Regions from separate parts of the Sus scrofa genome. Here region 1 is linked to region 2. Evidence: chromatin contacts called from public HiChIP or PLAC-seq data. All regions are on one chromosome and are shown on one strand. The core of a region is the stretch at or near the end of the contact, and the rest is flanking DNA. Distances in the headings are between cores, read along the strand shown. Region 1 has its middle 29 kb from the start of THBS2. Region 2 overlaps WDR27 (WD repeat-containing protein 27).

Region 1 (4,540 bases), core at 211-2,710, 150 kb before region 2:
TCCCCACAAAGACACACTCTTGAACCAAGCGAACCACACCTGTGTGTGTGACCAGTGACGGTGGGTGGCCGGGGGCGCCCACGGGGGCCGAGCAGAGATGGCGTCGGGAGGGCCCAGGCTGCCTTTGTCTGGCGCCCACAGGGAAGTTCCCTGGCCCTGAAAACAGGCCGCCTTCATAGGGCCTCCGTCTCCTCCGACCCTCCCACCAAAAGGGCTGTCTGCTGGCCCACGGAGGAGTCCCCCCGCCGCTGAGCACTCGGGGACCCGGTCCCCCGCCCAGCACGGCCGCCTCTGTTCAGCACGTGGGGTGGGGTCAAGGGCACCCGCCCTGGGCCCATGTCCGTGTCCTACACGTGCTCTTCTCTCCGGAGTTGCTGGCCTGTCCCCACACACTCGTCCTTGGAAACTCAGCTCCCAGCTCACTGCTCTGGGACTCCGGCCGCAATGACTGGGCTCACCTGACACCACGGCCCCTAAGCTGCTCGGGGCTCAGGGGCTGAGGGCAGCCTCCCGTCGGCCAGGTCCTGGATCTCGCGGACCTTTCATGCTGCTCAGCGTGCGCGTCGAAGGTTCCAAGCCACCACTTGGTTTATCCCACAGCGTCTGCTCCTGCCCGGGGCCCACACGCCCTGGGGCCACTTCGAGAATGACTCACCGGTTCCAGGGGTCACCTGCCCCGGTACCGGCCATGGGACGCCATGCTGCAGTCCCGTGGCTGCCCCTTCTACCCCCGTGACCATGAACTTAACACAGCGGGGGCTGGTGGCTTTTGTCCCGAGAAAGCTGACCCCGCCGGGTGCTGGGCCCTGTGCAGACCAAGTGCAGCAAGAATGGGCAGAGGGCCAGACTCCAGGGCAAGTGTTCAGCTGAGGTGGCGGGAGAACAGGACAGGCCCACGTCCCATCAGTAGGAACCGTGACCTGGGCCTTCCCTCCCCCCATGTCCACACCGGTTCTGCCCCAGGCACCCCCGCCCCCCCTCCGCCCCGGCCAGCAGGGGGCCCTGCTGTGACCATCTCACTGGGAAGCTCTGGGCTCTGCTGCTTCCTTTGTCTCCCTCGGTTTTCACTGTTTCTAAACCCTTGCTGTTTGCAGCAGGGGGTGAGCGCTGAAGGCATGAATGCCTGGCGTCATCCCGAACACGCCTCCTCGACCCCCCATGACCTTCCACTTCCTCCTGGAGGCCATGGACCCCAGAGGCCTGAATGAAAGCGGCACTGACCCCCGCCCCAGAGACCACCGTGTGTCTGGCTCCGGCCTGCCCCTCGCGGCCCAGGCGCACACGCCACACCTCCTCTGGGGACAGCTCCTCGGGAGCAAAGTCGGCCAGGCCGAGCATCCCTGGGGGCGCTGGCTCTCTGCCGCTGGGGAGCTCGGCCCATCCCGTTAGGACACGTGCGGCGCCTGCCTGCCCAGGGTCCTGCCCCGCCATGTGACCCGGGGCCTCTGGGCCAGTGGGGAGGCGTCCCGGTTGAGCAATCGGCCTCGCAGACGCGGTCGCCTGGCTTGGCCGGGGTGATCACATCTCCCCGGCTACGTGACTCATCCAGCCTTTCATCCCGACGGCAGGGTTTTGTCTGTAGCTGCCTCAAAACATTCTTTCCATTTCATCATAGTTTTATATTTTATAGGCTTGCGTTCTGCAGCAAATAACTGAAACCACGCGCAGCCTCTCGAGCAGGAGCCCACCGAGGACAGTCTAATGAGACGTTTCCGAACGGGACGCATGACGATGGCACATGTCGAATCTTTCACGTGACTCCACTGACGTCTATGTTTGACATTTAAGCTTTAAAAGGGGCCACATGACCAGATGATTATAAAAAGAAACAATCAAAACATTCAGAGGAGTTACTAATGAGAGCATTTTACAAACATGACTCAATCAGATGGTTTTAATTCATTCATCGCAGGATAATTAGAATTAGGTGGACTGAATCAGAATCTCAGAACAAAGTGTAATATTTGCTCCCATGAATTTCTCAGAGTTTAAGTAGTTTCTGCACTCGAGCCAACACCATTTCTAAGGTGGAGTTTCCTTACAGGAAAACAGAAAGAGAAGAGTTCCACAGTTTCAAACATCTTATGAACTTGTGTTTAACTCAGACATATTTCAGAGCCACCCAGAAACACGCCACCACGTGAACCATTCTTTAGCTGAAAAAACAGCGGGGACTCAATGCACCCAACCCCCCTTCCGACTCCCCGTACCCCCTCCATGGTGGCTGTTTGACTCATCTCCCCTCGACGTCACCCCAACATGGAAGTGGACTTGATTTTTTAAAAAAAATATGTTGAAGTATAACTTACATACATTCTTTCGGCGAGAAGGGAATTGAAACAGGCCAGAAACTTGCATCTGTCTGAAAATGGAAGCACACTGGAAGACGACGAAATTAAGGGAGAATGAAATTCTTTATCTTTCATGTTACCTGGTCGAAAAGACAGCAGTTTGTTTAAAGCAATAGCAGTAACATCGTATTGGGAATCAGTGTGTGTGGATAAAGAAAATTAATGACAGGAGGCAGATACTGAGCGTCATTTGCTCTGAGATTCAGAGACTGTTTGTGAAGTAGGAAAGGGGTATTTGAGGATGGACTTGGGGTCACTGAGAATTCACACTGCAAATTCTAAACAACACCTAAAATGTTTATTAAGAAAACATAAAGAATGTTCTAAGAGAGGAGAGAAAACAAACCCATAAAGTGCTCAATTAAAGCCACAGAAGGCAGATAAGGTAGAAGAGAAAAAGAGAAACAAAATACAAGCACAATGAATAGAAAATAGTTGCAAACATGGCAGATGTTAATCCAACTATATCATTTATTTCTTTAGTTGTGAATGACCTAAATATACCAATTAAAATATAGAGACTTTAAGAGTGGATAATAAAATTAGTCTCAACTATATGCTATCTACGAGAAATCTACTTTAAAAGATAAACGTTCACGGATTAAAAGTCAAGGGCTAGAGAAAGACATGCTCACAGCACCACTAACCAAAAGAAAGCTGGATTAGCTACAAATTTAGAAGACAAAAACTTCACAAGAAAAATTGCTGAGGATAAATAAGGATATTAAATCATGATAAAAGAGGTAGTTTCCAAGAAGACATAACAATCCTTAAAATGAATGCACATAACAGCAGAGCAGCAAAATATTTGAGGCAAAAACTGATCAAATCCCATGGAGAAACAGACCCACTACTATAGCTGTAGACTCCAACACCCCTCATTCAGTAACGGAGAGACCAGCAAGACAGAAGATCAGAAAGGTTATGTTGGACCTGCCCCAAACTACCAACCAACCTGCTCTAACTGGCATTTATTGAATATCCCAACCAGTAAGAGCAGACCATACTCTCAACTCACCCAGAACAGTCACCAAAATAAAGCACATTTCGGCAGAAAGACACGACTGAACTTTTTCATATACAGAAGAATCCTGGTACCTACCTTTACATTGCACAAAGGTGACCCACTAAGCCCGTAATTCCCCTCAAAACATATAAATTCACCACTACAAATCTAAACTCACAATCTTCACATGCTCCAGCCGGGGCATCAGAGGAGACTCCGGGATAAAGCACGAGTTTCCGGGCATCGCCGTCAAGTCCCTTGTTCACCTCTGATGCACCGTCAAGCCGCCTCTGCTGGGGTCCAACCTCAAGCTTCAAGGGGGAAAGGAAGCAGCTGGAAACGTACGTGGCTCTTAAGTCGAAACGTGATCCTTCCTCTGTCTTCTCTTGATGAATTTCCTTCCGGGCGATTTTAAACTTTAGTAGAGTTATATTTACCATATTCATCCAACCATTCGGGACACTTGTGTTTGTTTCATAAGCCCTGAGGGAAACAAAACCATGGCCTCTGATCTGCAAGAGTCCAATGACCTTTATTACAAGTTAAATTAAGAATTTCACAGCAAAGTAATAATAACATGTCATCCAAACATTATAAACTTGAAAAAGGTTCTCTTAATACATGTAAATGAAGGTACAAAGCTTATTCCTGACACACGGTGTGCATGCACTTTCAACGCGAAGCAGCTGCAGCAGGCATTTCTGGACCCAGCTTACACCAGCCTTAAATACCCAGAGGTCAGCGGGCCCACTAACGGCAGTGAGGACTGACAGACGCCACCGCTCAGGTGAGCCGGTTCTTCAGCAGCGCCTGCGCACAGGTGTACTGCTGGAGTCGGTGGGAATGAAGGCTTCCTTGGCCTGTGTCCAGGTAGGCTGACGATGGAGGAACTGACCGCTGGCCTCAGGCCAAGGTCACCCAGGTCTGTTGTGAAAGGCTTCCCTCTGCCTGGACTTGAGGGCTTGGGTGCCTGGCCAGCCCAGTGCACCTGCAGTGTCCCTGAGCTGCAGCCACGCGCCCAGTGTTAGACGGCTGCCGCCTGTGGGAACGGCACTTAAATGTGCAGATAAACGGCCAGAAGAACCTGGGGCGAGGCCGGACGGTACTCCTTACACCTGTGCTGTGAGGCGCTGCCCTGGGCGCGTCGGCTGGGTGTGTGTGTGGGGCGTGACCTGTGCCAGGG
Region 2 (4,998 bases), core at 2,166-4,665:
TTCCCAGCCTCTCGCGTGGATCTATGGAAAAGGAACGTTAGGGAGAGGGCACCGACATCCTTCCTTTGGAAGAAGCACTCTAGCAGATTTGCGTGCAGAGGCTTCGTGTACCTCAGGCCTTCCATCCAAGCAAGTGGAGCAGCCAAAATACAGCCCACACGTGTGCCCAGTACACGAGCCATCAATCCGCAGCCAGGCTGCAGCTGCCACTGGTGGCGAGAGGTACGTCACACACATTTGAGTCCTGGAAGAAATCCTGCTGCCGGCAGTTCAGCCTGGAGATCTCTGCCTCAGGCTGAGGTCCACGCAGCCTCGCTGGCTCAGGTGGCTTCCAGCACAAACAACAGTTTCCTCTGACTTTCGTAGTTCAGCTTCCTCTGCTGCTGCTGAAGAAATTCTGTCAGTACCCAGAAATCTTAAAGTCCATTCCTTATTTGTCTCGTCTTCTTAAATCATCATTCCAACAGGCTGTGCCTACATGACAGTGAAAGATCTGTTTGCGGTACCTTTTTGGCCATTTTGAATATTAAAATGAGCAACATGACAATAGCAGGCTTCCTACTCAAGTCTGTACTACACTTAAATTTATGGTTTGGCTGATGACTTTGCTAGAATCTGCAGAAAATTTTCCCAAAGGAAGACACTGCAGTTTTTTTAGAAGTGAAATTAACTTTTATGATGTGGGCCCGCTGATGAGGTCAGAAGTACGGCAACGAAGTCCTTTTCAGAGCAGGCTGTGTACAAAACACAGGTCTGAACGCACTGGTGGCTAAAACCCACTGGCACCACGTGAACATGTACGGCTTCTTAGAAAAGAGAAATGAGCAACTTTTGTGAAACCGTGATCAAAATTCAGCTCCAGTGGAGACTCCAAGGTGCAGAATGGCCCCCACGCCCCCCCGGCTCCAGCCGCCTGTGCCTTTCAGTCCTCGGCTCCCCTTCATTCTCACGCCGCCCCTCGGGTGTGTGGTGCTGCGCAGGGTGCTTCAGAATACGGGGTCTGAAACCAGTTCGACGGTGTGCGCGTCGGCACAGCCGCGTCCCAACCGCGTGGATGCGTACAAGTGTTTCAATGTCTTCGTGGGTCAGTGGCCCTGACTGCGCTGTGAAGAGAATTCAGGACACAATGGTCGCATAAATACGGGACGTGGAGTAGTGACACTGCTCAGGTATGTATCTAATAAGTAAGAGGAAATGTTGAACTTGAGCTCAAACCAGTTTGTCTTAGGCTACAAATAAGAAATCAGGCTTGAGCAAGTGGCCAAGAAAAGGAACCCTAAATGCGGCCCGTTTCAGCCCAGGGCTCGGGGAGGCTGGGATGCGACCTGACAAGAAAACGCAAGGGACGTCAGAGGCAAAATCAAAACCGAGAGTTGGTGTCTCGCGAGTGGGAATCCTGACCAAGACGGGCTTACACGGGCTCCGTCGCTCACTGGATGTCAGACACTGCTAAACGCCGCCGCAACCCTCGGTCACACGCAGCAGTCGCTAAGGTGAGTTTGCTGCACACTGCATACAATTATACGCGTATTCACAACGCCCGGGAAATAAAGAACATGCATACGTAGCTTCAAGACAGCCCACGCCCGCGCGTGCCTGCACAGAGAATTCAGCACAATCCTCTCGGCGGCGAAGCGGCTTTTCCAGAATCACAGAGACCATCTAATTCAACGACTCAGTTTTAAAGACAAGAAAACCAAGGCTCAAGAAGACGTTCAATGAGGAGCGACACGGGAAATGCATGAGATTTCATCATTACCGTCTGAGAGGAAATGCTTGAACAGAATTAATCATAACATAATGGGCGTTACAGCAGGTGGGAAAGTGAAAAGCGCCACAGCCACGGCTTAAAGGCCGGAGAGAAGAAACGGAGGCGCGACTGTTTCTCTGACAGGTTCCCACCCCGTGGATCCCATGGGCAATATCGCTCGAAGGGGGACAGTCAGGCTGAAGATACGCACGGCGCACCTTACCACGGCCTCAGACTCGCAAGACAAGGTGGAGACCTAGAATCCCGAAAAGTTATAAAACAGGACCAAAAACATCCAACTGAGCCAAAGGAAGGCGGGGGAAAAATATCAGGTGGACAAACAGAAAACAAAGTGCGAGTCTTCCACAAAACCATATCAAAATCACATCAAATGTTGGCGTTCCCGATGTGGCTCAGTGGGTAACGAATCCGACTAGGAACCGAGAGGTTTCGGGTTCGATCCCTGGCCTCGCTCCACGGGTCAAGGATCTGGCGTTGCCGTGAGCTGTGGTGGGTGGCAGATGCGGCTCAGATCCCAAGTTGCTGTGGCTGTGGTGTAGGCTGACAGCTACAGCTCCAATTAGACCCCTGGCCTGGGAACTTCCATATGCCGTGGGTGCGGCTCTAGAAAATACCAAAAAGAAAAGAAAGTCACATCAAGTATAAATCGTCTAAATGTACCAATGAAAAGTCAGAGTCATCAGACTGGATAAAAGAGTAAGACAAGCCGAATACCAGCTACGAGAGAGGCACTTCCAACACAGACTCGAGCAGGCGGAAGAAAAGAAACTGAGACCGCTGTCCTAACACGCACCAAACGAAAGCTAAGCGGTTCGCAGCAAGCACGTTTCAAAGCGAAGAAAAAAAGAATATGCCGCTTCGCACGGCAGAGACCCAGTCATCCGAATGACGTAACGATCCCAGCCTCACCCAGGAGCTTCAAAACGCATGAGGCACAACCCGCAAGACCACAAGCGGAGGCCTCCTGGTGGACGGTCTGAGGGGAGGCTTTCCTGCCGCCCCACCACGGACGCGGCTTTTGCAGCCACACAAGACGAGGGCACTGTTCCCACCTGCCTTCACTGACAGCGGTGACGCCACCACCAGGAGCGGAACACACGCTCCTCAAGGGGCCACGGGACACGAAGCCAAGGTCAATACAGGCGAACCCTCCGAACCCGCGGAGTCACATCAGAACCCACAGAAGGGGCCGTGGCCGGGCCCCCAGATGTGTGGAAACGGAGGCGCTCCCTCCGAGGGAACCCGTGACCCGATGAAGAGGACAACGGGAAACTAGAAGGCCTTCTGAGCAAAACGAACAGGAGAAGAAGTGCACAGGCGGAGGGCGGAGAGGCCGGGGCTCGGACGCGACGGCGGCGGCCCCGGGCGGTACGGACCCGGAGCCGTGGGAGGAAGCCTGTGGCACCTGCGGCCGCCAGGGCGCGGAGCGGGGCAGGGAGATCAGGAGGGGTCTGGGGATCTGGGGATCAGTGGCTTCACGTCTGGCGAGGGCGGGGGTCAAGAACGCGGCTCCGGGGGCGGCGGTCACAGGTCAAGCGGAGGCGGGGGGGGGGGGGGGGGAGGGCAGGCCCTGGAGCAGAACTCGCGGTCGGCTGTCGGAATGTGGGGTTGGCAGAGCTGACGGCTTTGGGGGCGGCCCGACTGCAAAGGAGATGAGTCAGGGCCTTTGGCAAGAGCCCAGAGACCGCAGTGAGGGAAAGGGCGAGGCGTTCAGAGGCCACTTGCAGACGGAGGAGGAACAGAAGGAAGAGGCGACCCCGAGAAAGCCTGCTTCCCGAGGGCAGGCTCACCCAGGGCCACCCCCAGAGCCTCGCACCAGCAAGAGCCCCCAGGACCTCCAGCCCCAGCCCCCCAGGACCTCCAGCCCCAGCCCCCCAGGACCTTCAGTCCCCCAGGACCTCCAGCCCCCAGCCCCCCAGGACCTTCAGTCCCCCAGGACCTTCAGTCCCCCAGGACCTCCAGCCCCCAGCCCCCCGGGACCTCCAGCCCCAGCCCCCCGGGACCTCCAGCCCCAGCCCCCCAGGACCTCCAGCCCCCAGCCCCCCAGGACCTTCAGTCCCCCAGGACCTCCAGCCCCCAGCCCCCCAGGACCTCCAGCCCCCAGCCCCCCGGGACCTTCAGTCCCCCAGGACCTCCAGCCCCAGCCCCCCAGGATCTTCAGTCCCCCAGGACCTCCAGCCCCAGCCCCCCAGGACCTCCAGCCCCAGCCCCCAGGACCTTCAGTCCCCCAGGACCTCCAGCCCCAGCCCCCAGGACCTCCAGCCCCAGCCCCCAGCACCTCCAGCCCCAGCCCCCCAGGACCTCCAGCCCCCAGCCCCCCAGGACCTCCAGCCCCCAGCCCCCCGGGACCTTCAGTCCCCCAGGACCTCCAGCCCCAGCCCCCCAGGACCTCCAGCCCCAGCCCCCAGCACCTCCAGCCCCAGCCCCCCAGGACCTCCAGCCCCAGCCCCCCAGGACCTCCAGCCCCCAGCCCCCCAGGACCTCCAGCCCCAGCCCCCCAGCACCTCCAGCCCCCAGCACCTCCAGTCCCCAGCCCCCCGGGACCTCCAGCCCCCAGCAGGCAGCCCCCCAGCACTTCCATGACATGACCAAGACCTGACTTAATCTGCTCGGCGGGGCTCCTGCAGTTCTAAGGGCCCGGGGTGGGAGGATCACTGACTCAAACCAGAGGCAAAGGAGACAGAACAGAAAAACAGAAACAGTCAGAACGTGACCGTGAAACCCGTGTGAGCGGCTACGGGTGAGCCCGGGTCTCATAGGAGCAAATATTCCCGATAAAAAGCGGTCCCGGGGCTTCAGATGCCAGCTGCACCGACTCAGACGACACCGCACCCGTGCTGAGCTCAGGCCTCCCGGCGGAGGACGGGGTGCGTCCTGCGGAGACGGCCCGCGCGAGGGTCCCTGGACGTCGTGGTCAGAAGCCACGGGCTGCACCTCACCAGCGATAAAAGATGGGCGAGGCGCTCCAATGGTTAGACCCATGGACACGGGCGCACCCATCCGCTTCCCGTCAGCCTCATTTGGAAGGACTGTTTAATCCAAGTAGATTTTTTTCCATATTTTAAAATGTAAAGGCCCAGCCAAGAGGATCAGGAAACCTAGTTTCCACGTTCACAGGCTGGCTCAACTCTGTGATCCTGGAACCCACGCTGGAGGGAATTTAAGGAATTACAGCTGCCCCGTGGTGGGGAGGGTTGCAAAGGCACAGTCGCATTTCCTGGGCACCT

What was found. HiChIP or PLAC-seq counts read pairs in DNA pulled down with a chosen protein or histone mark.
Region 1: an H3K27ac HiChIP or PLAC-seq map of alveolar macrophages shows a contact between it and region 2. The contact joins two enhancer-like sites. A contact is called at or near these places in 1 of 47 Hi-C or Micro-C datasets (embryonic fibroblasts) and 1 of 2 datasets of contacts at active chromatin or transcription factors (alveolar macrophages).

What each region holds. Positions count from the first base shown.
Region 1 is chr1:823,266-827,805 of Sscrofa11.1, reverse strand. No RefSeq gene overlaps it. Among named protein-coding and RNA genes, the nearest start is that of THBS2, 29 kb to the left of the region's middle. Within about 2 kb of position 1,460, at least 21 of the 83 cell types and tissues checked have an H3K27ac peak or open chromatin away from gene starts, as enhancers often do. A contact at or near this core is called in alveolar macrophages, where this site is marked.
Region 2 is chr1:670,173-675,170 of Sscrofa11.1, reverse strand. The region is part of intron 18 of WDR27 (WD repeat-containing protein 27); the gene reads right to left. Among named protein-coding and RNA genes, the nearest start is that of WDR27, 94 kb to the right of the region's middle. Within about 2 kb of position 3,415, at least 32 of the 83 cell types and tissues checked have an H3K27ac peak or open chromatin away from gene starts, as enhancers often do. A contact at or near this core is called in alveolar macrophages, where this site is marked.